2 separate regions of the Zea mays genome follow, and region 1 is linked to region 2. Evidence: chromatin contacts called from public Hi-C data. All regions are on one chromosome and are shown on one strand. The core of a region is the stretch at or near the end of the contact, and the rest is flanking DNA. Distances in the headings are between cores, read along the strand shown.

Region 1 (4,743 bases), core at 1,180-3,679, 290 kb before region 2:
CGGTACTTCCTGCTGATGCTGTGCAGGCTGAAGAACGCCACCCTTGCGTACTATGCGCTGTGGATCTGGTCGTGATTGGGATTCAGCTGAGGGAGAATGCGTAGCTAGATGAGTGCGTGTTAACTCTGGTTACTTGAGTAGGAGGCTAGTTTGGTGGATGTAAATACTTCTCTTGGCTTGGCTTGTACAGAGTTCTGGCGCTATTTCTGATGGCTCCGTAGATAGCAACTGTAGGGCTTGGTTGCACTTCCTATGCTAATGGCTGTTCTACTAACTGTGTGGCGCTCAATAAAGCTGTTATGGTTGGCATGGTCGCTACAGGGTTATCAATTAAGCGGATATGTGGCTGACCAATCGGACACTTTCAAATTCAGGGATGGGATATAATTTTTTTTCTCCCACGGGTAATTTTTTATGTCTAAGGTTTGTTATTCAATTCGAGGCAATCCAAACATGACCGCCACGGCCGGATGGTATTTCGACGTGGGCCATAGGAAACGCCGGCGTGAAGAAGCGCTTCCAGTACCAGTACCAGTGCTTTGACCCATATGATAATATGGAGGGCAATAGTGCTAGTATAGGTAAGCATAATCGAACAATTCTGTTCCTTTACAAGTTTCTTCTCTATGCAGCTCATATCTTTTATTGGTTTATTACGAAATAATTAATTCAGGTGAAACCACCGAAAAAAGTATTTTACAAGTACGAGGGCAATTGTCAGTCTTGCAAACTTTAGAATTTCCCTGTTTCATATCATATGCGCACACAGAATTACTACGCCTGGTGAAGCGAGTGGTGGAGGATCACCTATACATTGCCCCCTCCGCTTTTGTTGCAAGGAGGAAACAATGCATAAAACAATTTATGCAAATTCTTTTCTTATCTGTAATAATGTGCTTGATAAAAGATTGACATCAAATTTCATACATATATATAATTTAAAAATATTATTAAACTTGTCCTAACAATTCGGGTATCAACATTCGTCCCTAAATGTGGTAGGATATACATGCATACCCTATCCATAAAATAAAGGAAAGTTACGAGGATGACACTGACGACTGTGGCGGGGACGACGACCCTGGCATGAATGATGACGACTGTGGCGGGGACGACGACTCTGGCATGAACGATGACTGTGGCTCGAACGATGGGTGTGGCGGGGATGATGGCGGTGTCCCTTGATCTTCGTCGTGGAACAATCTTTTAAGTAGATCCAAATTCTTAGGTGGTTCATTTATCATATGCTTAAATACGTTCGCACATTTCTAGAAAAATGAAACAAACAAACATATATATAATTAGAATATACTAATACTTGAACAATACAATTAATTAGATTTAATCAAAGAGATACGTGCAAGAGAATACCTTTGTCTTTTTTATGTACATCCTGCGGCTTTTCAACTCTCCCATATTTGACGAGTGGATACGAAACAGAACATAACTGTCATACAGCTGTTTCATACAGTTCCATTTGTTCATCAGAGTCTTTTTTGAAACTGTTGAATTCACCGTAGAAAATTTTTGCGACAAGTATTCCAGAGCCTCGTCATGTAAGGAGGGCTGCCTCTGGGTTATTAGCCCGTCGTCAAGCAATTGAACGCAGCTCCTGCAAAAAAAAGTGTCCAGATTCGAATCCCAGCGGAACCTACCCTCGTTCTCGGCCATATTTTTTCAATCTACAAAAAAAAAAAAAAAATCGAACGAACTCACCAAAAAAAGAACTTTAAATTACGACGAAGCATATACATAAGTCTTTCATCTATAGTGTAATAACATATCAGTACAAAGTATGTATTTACAGATAGCACAGGGATAAGAAAACTCACTTAAAACTGCCGTGTACGTACAAGAGGGCAATAATGCACGACTGATGAGGTGCCTCTCTATCTGACTGTCTGGACTGTATGCTATACCGCCTACGGCCAGCAGCTGGAGATTGATGTGGATTTTTCAGATCGCGTTTTGTCTCTCTCTGGAGGCCATGCCCATGGGAAGAATAAATATAAGGCAGAAGCCACGAATTAATGGCGTGCATGCATGGGCAGCATGCAGCAACAGCACTCTTCCGTGAAGAGGACCGAGTCCTCTGTTTCTTCCGTTCTTATCCAAGCGAACAACAGGAATTGGTCTTGGTTCTTGTGTGATCTCGCTGGCGCGGGGGAAGCCTTGCTGGCGTCATCACCGCGTGCTTCCCGAATGGCGCTCAATAAATAAAACTATTATTATTACGGATAGCATGGTCGCTAGCTACATGGTTATCAGTAAGCCCGTTTTTTGTTTTTGTTTTTTCAGATGTGTGGCTGAATCTGGCAATGGAACAACTGTAGGTCTAGTACACAGAATTTCAGTCACGGAAGGCGAAGGATGGTATTTTAAGGTGGGCCGTAGGAAACCCCGACACAAACGAACCCCATCCGCCAAATTGGCTCGTGTTGCCGGGCTACACAAACGAGCCCATTCAGGGGATTCTTTATTTTATCTCATATTTTAACGTATTTAATAATTTAGAAATTATAACAAAATAAAACTAAAATAACTAAAAATTAGTCACAGTAAACCAAACATCCATTCCTTCATCCCGTGTCCGCCGCCGGCGAGTCTACCCAGCCGCGGGGCTCGGTGCCCCGGCCATCCATCCCCTGCGAATCTCGGTGAGTCCACGACTTCCTTTCCCTCTGCTCTCCTCATCATGCTCCCTGTGCCTCACTGAATCCTGCGCCCGGCGCAGTGGTCGTGGCGCTGAGCCTGGCGGCGCGGTGCGTGGACGCCGCGAGGCACGTGCGGCCGAGCCTTCTCGCTGGCTGGCTGCCTTTCTCGGAGTTGGACCTGGACCCTCCGTGGGTTTAAGGAATAGTTGCTAGAGGCTAGAGCAGGGACAGAAGGCAGAGAGTGTCTCCATTAGACCGTGTAACGCTGAACTGTAGATGGGATCTGCTGGAGATAGCCTCAGTCTTTTTTTTTTCCGAAAGGAGATAGCCTCAGTCTTTTTTCACGAAAACAGGGGAGAACAGATGGAAAGGCGATGGTCTGAACCTCCGCTTTGGATCTGTTGGGCAGTGGGCTGCTGGAGTTATGTAAGGAATATGGATGCATCAGCAGGAGATGCCTTCAGCTAGATTTTAATTTTTTTTCTTACTTCTTTCTATAGGAACAGCCATGATCATGATGGCTGATGATCAGCTGAGATGAGATAGTCACGATCTGGAAGGGGTCCTGGATTCCTCTCCAAACGTTTTAGGGCATTATTGAGTGAATTCTTGCTCTTGAAATTTAAATGCCGTGATAAAAAGAGTAGCGTATCCTACTAGCTCCCTCTACCTGTTCTACTATGAAAAGTTGCTTTATAAAATGTTTTCTAAAACAGTTTCATCCAATGAACAAAAATATCTCTCTCTACTCAAATCTATAAACTGCAGCTGATGTGTTGGAGCAGAGCTACATGTTTCTTTTTCTTTTCTAGAACCATAAGTATTTTTGCACATGTGCCAAGCTTCTTGTGGCTCATTTAAATAAAAATATCTCTCTCTACTCAAGTCTACATTGCATAGTAGCTTTTAGTATGTCTCCAGCACGATTACTATCACTTTTAGAAACCCCACAAAAATTTTAGGGCCTTTGGCTGCTTTCATCTTTGTTGCTTGAAACAGATTTTTTGTCACCTGAGGTTCGTCAACAACTTGTCTGCAAGTATTAAAAAATCATCACGCAATTCTTTTGAAACAGAATGTTTCAAAGGAACAAACGTGGCCTTTCGAGAGATACGACTTGCATTTTCGAAGTTTCATTATTATCTATTATTTGTTGCTTCACAGTAGAAACATCGTTTTGTATATGTTGTCTCACATTCTCATCCAATGAACAGATCCGCCCTCAAAGGGAGTCAAGCCTCCTCCAGCCTTTCCTTTCAAATCGGATTTGTTTGCTCAAGTTGCAAGGTACAGATTCCCTAACACATTGCATATATACAGATCAGTTCGATTGTTGCTTGCTTGAGATTATTTCCACAAACAATGAACTTATATGTACTTGTGAATACATAGCATAATGATGTGATTCCAGATTCATTATGATGTGCCATATGTTTTTTTTGTATTTGATGCTTAAATGTAGATGGATAAGAGGACCAAGGTTGCAGTTTGTGTTGCTGCTGCACATAACTTACTGTCAATGATGGCCGTGATTATTGCGTCTAGAAAAAGAAAACGAAATGCAAGGAGCGCACAGATTACCTATGCACCATTGCATGTGAGTGGTACAGGCTGGGATGAAGATAATTTTGTTATTACTCTGGATGAAGAGCACTATAATGGTTATGTTAAGGTACCATTGGAACATCCTCTACCTGCAATATGTTTATACTCACCACTTCATGCCGATGGTTCTGTCAGTTCCTATCTTTTCCTCAGTCCTTTATAAAAGGGGCTGCTTTAGATTTGTTGCCTGGTCTTATCTTTTTGGCTGTTTGGACCAGCATGTTTTCACGCTTCTTGATGTGTTGTAACCTGTAAAAACTTATCTAAGCAAACAATCTATGATAGATGTATAGCAGTCGCAGGTGGTGAATACTGAGATTGTTACTGGATACCGTCAGGCTTGCTATCAGATTGTGCTGCTAGAGGTAGTAGTTCCTGAGTGAATTGAGCTGTGACAGCGTGCTGACGAGAGGCAACAGGTTTTGCTGTCGCTGCAGCCATCACTTGAGCTTTTCATGTAGTTATTGTGTTGTTGGTCCATACT
Region 2 (4,859 bases), core at 2,317-4,816:
CGAAATGCCCATCATACATGGGAAGTTGTGGTGGTTTGTAGGTGGTGACCATGTAGTAGCCTACAACTCTACTGCTAAAGGAGAAGCATCGTCAAAAGCAAAGTTACCATGATGGAAATCATCATACCATTCATCATCATTGCTTGGACTTTCTTGACGAAGCTCTCTCTGTTGTGGCCTTCATCCTTGGTCGTCTTGCGTGATATGGCGCATTTCTTTGGCAACTTCATCAATCTTCTTCTGAAGTTCAGCTAGCCGAAGCATCTTCTCTCTCTTTCTCTACACTTGTTGGTGTATGGCCTCTAGGTCTCTGATCTCTTGGTCTAACTCCTCCACTTGTGGTGTTGGGCTGATGGCCTTCCTTTTTTGGTTTCGGGCTTCTCTCAGAGGGAGCCCTTCTTGGTTGATGTCCAGCGGTGCAAGGGCAGTCCCTGGCGCTGTTGCCTTCTTCGGCGGCATGACGAAGGTGGTTGCTCGAGCTGTCGTCGAAGGTGGTCGTTTGAGTTCACCGGAGGTGGGCGCCAATGTTGGCCACTTGTTCTCAAATGTTGTGAATCAAGAACAAGGCAACACAATTGTTAAGGATTAGGGACCTTCGTTCTATGAAGCATCATCTCCTTTCGGATATAATGATATTCAGACGAATGTTATGAAGGACACACCTTCATCATTCGTAAGAATAAAGATGATAAATATTATCCATTCATTGTCGATTTATATATTTATTTCATGATGAACATATGAATATCAATAATATTTCTATTACACTGATACCTTTGACTTGATCGAAGGTGTTGACACGAGAGCAATTACAGTCCAGCGTGGTACTGTTCACCTATTTATAGGCACGGGACGCAGCCCAGGTAAAAATACATTTGTGACCTTAACATTAGTTCATAACTGTAGCCTAAACCATTAGGGACTAGCTAGTCTTTTCATTTTCGGCTCAACATCATGCTTGATCTTCGACACCACTTTAAGCCGAAGTTGTTACTCTTTGATTATAACTTCGGCGCTCATTGTTGTTATTTTCGGGCTATATCTTCGTCTTGAAGACCTTCGACGGAGGAGAAAACTCCCATCTTAAACCTTTGTTTGTGATGAAGCCCCTGTAATAATCAACATTATGCTAGATGCAAATGGTTAGTCGTGTTTTTGAGGACCTTCGGAAAAGGAAGGCCCCAAACAGCTAGATTGATTAGCATTCTAACATGCAAATTTGGAAGATACCAGACTAAATTTAAAAATAGTTCCTAGAGATAAAAATTGTTACAATCATCCATGTTTACAATTGCAAAAAAACATTTGAATTGATCCATTAATAAGGATGCATTTAGAAGCTATTATGTGGTCACTCAAGGTGTCGTCTAGACAGATGAGTCGCCAAACAAGTTCTTGTATATATTTGTTTCCTTAATTTCTAAGAAAGCAAAAAGATTATGTCCTGTGATTATAATTTCATTGGCAGTGCAACCTTTACATGTTGGCCATCTCGCATTCTCTAATTACCATAAAGAATTGTTGTTTTAAGATATGTTGATCTCTCACCAGTAACACTTGGTTGAGTAGGGAAATGATGCTGACCATTTTTGTATAAAAACAATAAATGAACAACTACAACTTGAACTTATTACTGAAATAGCTAATGAAACAAGCCATGATGTAAGAAATCCATGGCAATGAGAAATTTCTGATACTGTAACTAGAAAATTGAAATGCATTTCAAAGGAAGATCAAACTGAGAAAAAAATTAAAATGCACTTCAAAATTGAAATGCACTTCAAACATCTAATTTCGATTGCGCCATTGGTGTGGTTGCGTCTGGTGCCGTCCGGCGAATTGTTCGTGGAGTTGGGGTGCAATGCTTTTTCTCTTCATCCTCACGATGGCACATTGGAACCGGTCAAGGGACATTAATGGACACATTCACCATGATCGCTCCAGCGGCAACTGGCGGCCTCCTCTGCCTCAGCCTGATAACGGTATGAACGAGCTCCCCTCTTCGATTGTGGTGGTATCAATCCGTGGTATCTTTGTTGCGATTGAATTTGAACTTACTCCATGTCTAGATCTAGTCCTTGTTCTTTGTTATTAGATGATTTGGATACCGATTCAATCAAGCTTAGGATTAGAGTTGAAATTGCCCGGTTGTTGTCGGCTTCCTCATGTATGAATTGTTCTTTCCACTATGCCATTAGATGCCAGAGATTCTATCTTTGCACGATTATCACATCTACTGGGTATAGCCATTTCTTTTTGGGGGAGTAGTAATTGGGAGGGCACTCCAATTGCGAGATAGCAGTGTTGTTCCTGTAGAGGTAGGGATTCAAAACATCTATTCAGCCATAGGCTAGTTTGCAACTCTACACAGTACATAGTATTTTAAAGATGCATCATGGGTTTGAAGTAGCCTCTCTGCATTTTGTGTGGGGAGACTTGCTTCCCTTCTCCATGCACCACTCATGTGGGAGCCTTCAGCACCCATGGAAGTGCTAGTATCTCTGTTTGATCTTCCTTTGAAGTGCATTTCAATTTTCTAGTTTAAGTGTGGAAACTTCTCATTGCCATGGATTTCTTACATCATGGCTGGGTTTCATTAGCTATTTCAGTAATAGGTACAAGTTGTAGTTGTTTATTTATTTTTTTAACAAAAATGTCAACATCATTTCCCTACTTAAACAAGTGTTACTGGTGAGAGGTCAACATATCTTGAAACAACAATTCCTTCTTGAAACAACACAGTTCGAACCAGTTCGGCTCGGCTCAAAGTGGCTCACGAGCCGAGCCGAGCCAACCTTTTGGGCTTGTTGTTGTAGCGAGCCAAGCTGGCTCGTTTTGACTCACGAGTTGTGCCAAATTACTTAATATGTAGAATAATGATGAATATTGAATAATTTTATAGATAGTCAATTTATTCCATAGTGTTTTATCATAGATATATGACAATTTATAATTTAGATTATTCATAATTATGAATGAGATCTATTTATTTCATATTTATATATTAATAATTCACTATATAATGCAATTATATATATCAGGGTGTGGCTCGCGAGCCACCTTCGAGCTGAGCCTATCTCTCCAGCTCATGAAATGGACGAGCCGAGCCGAGCTCGGTCAGCCACCAAGCTGTACCGAGTCAAGGTCAGCTCGTTTCCGCCCTAGTGGCACGGATGAATGTCGGATGAAAATGATAAATTTTGTGGTTAAGGAGAAGGTTGTGGTCTATTTTAGTTAAGTTTTGTAAACTATATTTATGATACAATATAAATATTAATTATTGATGACAATATAATATAGGTGTGATTGAGGGCCGACAGGGGCTGCAATCCGGACAGCCTCTCCTAGATCCGCCTATGCTAGTATTGAGTATTTCTCTGTATTCAAAACAGTTTTATAAATCCTTCCCAAATTTTTACAGACAACACTTTGCACACGTGAACAAATTCATTCGATCAAACCGAGCCCATTGCCCTTGCCCCCCAGCCGCGCAAACGTGAGCGCGACTTGGCAGGCGTGCTCGTCCGGTCTTCGTCCTGGTTCCCTGTGCCCCCACTGTTCCAGCATCAGATATTCAGATCAGATCGATCAGACCAGAAAGTTTGCGCTCGTCTGCTTGGTAAAGGAAAGGAGAAGTTTCCGAAATAGGGGCGGCGCGCCGGGCGCATTTTGGTTGCTGGATTGGAACCGAGCGAACGCGCCGGAGTCCGGATGGGCTCCTCGTCCGCTCCGGCGGCCGCGGCCGCGGCCGCGCCGAGCCGGCGCAAGGTGGCGCTCTACCTGGCCCTCCTCACCCTGCAGTACGGCGCCCAGCCCCTCATCTCCAAGCGCTTTGTCCGGTAAACCCATCTCGCACGCGCCGGCCAGGGTGCCTTCCCTAGTTGTTTTTGTAACAGTAGATGCCTTTTCTACCCTAGAATGCTCGTGATCGATTTTTTTCCAGACCATTACTTTTTCTTCCAGTTAAGGCTAAGGCATGTACAATTTTGAAGTCGCGCAACGAGCGAATTCTACTTGCTCCCTCGGTACGGTAGACATCCACATTGTGGAGTCATGGGAGCCTATGCAGTAGCATTTCACCTATTCACGGGAAATTGGGATACATTGATCTGAGTATCTGACACAGAAGCTTTTGGCTGCCTCCATAATCTGAGACCTGGGAGCTTCAGGATGGTTAATACAGCACACATCATTTTCTTTCCGAAAAAATGACGACCTACATGTGGGAGATTACTGCCCATAGCCTTATGCACAGCATTGCAAAAATCTTCCCCAAACTTCTTGCAAACAGATTGGCACTACACCTCCGTGGCATCGTGTCAACTATCAAACTGCCAAAGTGCCTTCATGAAAAAGCATTGTATCCAAGACAATTTCTATTTGTCTAGAACACAATTTGTTGCCTATACACACGTAAAACATTCCCTCTGTTCCTAAAGCTAGACATTGCTAAGGTCTTCGACTCAGTTATCTGGGGTTATCTCCTTGAACTTTTCCAAAGGTTTGGTTTGGCCTATAATGGTGGCACTGGATCTCTATCTCTCTCGGAATAGCAACCTCAGGGGATCTCTTCAACGAGATCCCCAGCGAATGCTTACACATGGGCACATAGCAAGGGAATTTGACAAGGTAGCCCCTTCTCATCAATGCTCTTTATCCTAGCGATTGACCGCATGATTGAGCTAGCTTCAGAACAAGTTATGCCTGCTCTCATTGGCTCACAAGAGCCCAATCTTCACATTTCCTTATACCCAGATGATGCAGCTATTTTCATCATCACAGCTTGCCAGAATTGGACACCATTTGCCACATCCTCGACACTTTTGGACAGGCTTCTGGGCTGGTCATGGTCCTACAAA

Evidence for each region. A called contact is a pair of places that touch in the nucleus more often than the background predicts.
Region 1: a Hi-C map of leaf shows a contact between it and region 2, with 4 times the contacts expected there. The contact joins the promoter of LOC100383737 here to the promoter of LOC100282085 in region 2. A contact is called at or near these places in 4 of 25 Hi-C or Micro-C datasets (all in leaf).

The regions. Positions count from the first base shown.
Region 1 is chr5:179,339,298-179,344,040 of Zm-B73-REFERENCE-NAM-5.0, reverse strand. It overlaps LOC100383737 (10A19I.15), which reads left to right and starts at 2,429. Exons shown (of 5, transcript NM_001176374.1): 1 at 2,429-2,657; 2 at 3,869-3,941; 3 at 4,117-4,326. The coding sequence starts at 4,117. It overlaps LOC103627327 (a long non-coding RNA gene), which reads right to left and starts at 2,307. Exons shown (of 3, transcript XR_553538.4): 1 at 1,833-2,307; 2 at 1,372-1,682; 3 at 568-1,268. It overlaps LOC103627329 (sugar transport protein 6-like), which reads left to right. Exons shown (of 6, transcript NM_001301492.1): 6 at 1-139. The coding sequence ends at 75.
Region 2 is chr5:179,051,274-179,056,132 of Zm-B73-REFERENCE-NAM-5.0, reverse strand. LOC100282085 reads left to right here and starts at 3,566. Exons shown (of 7, transcript NM_001154998.2): 1 at 3,566-3,839. The coding sequence starts at 3,712.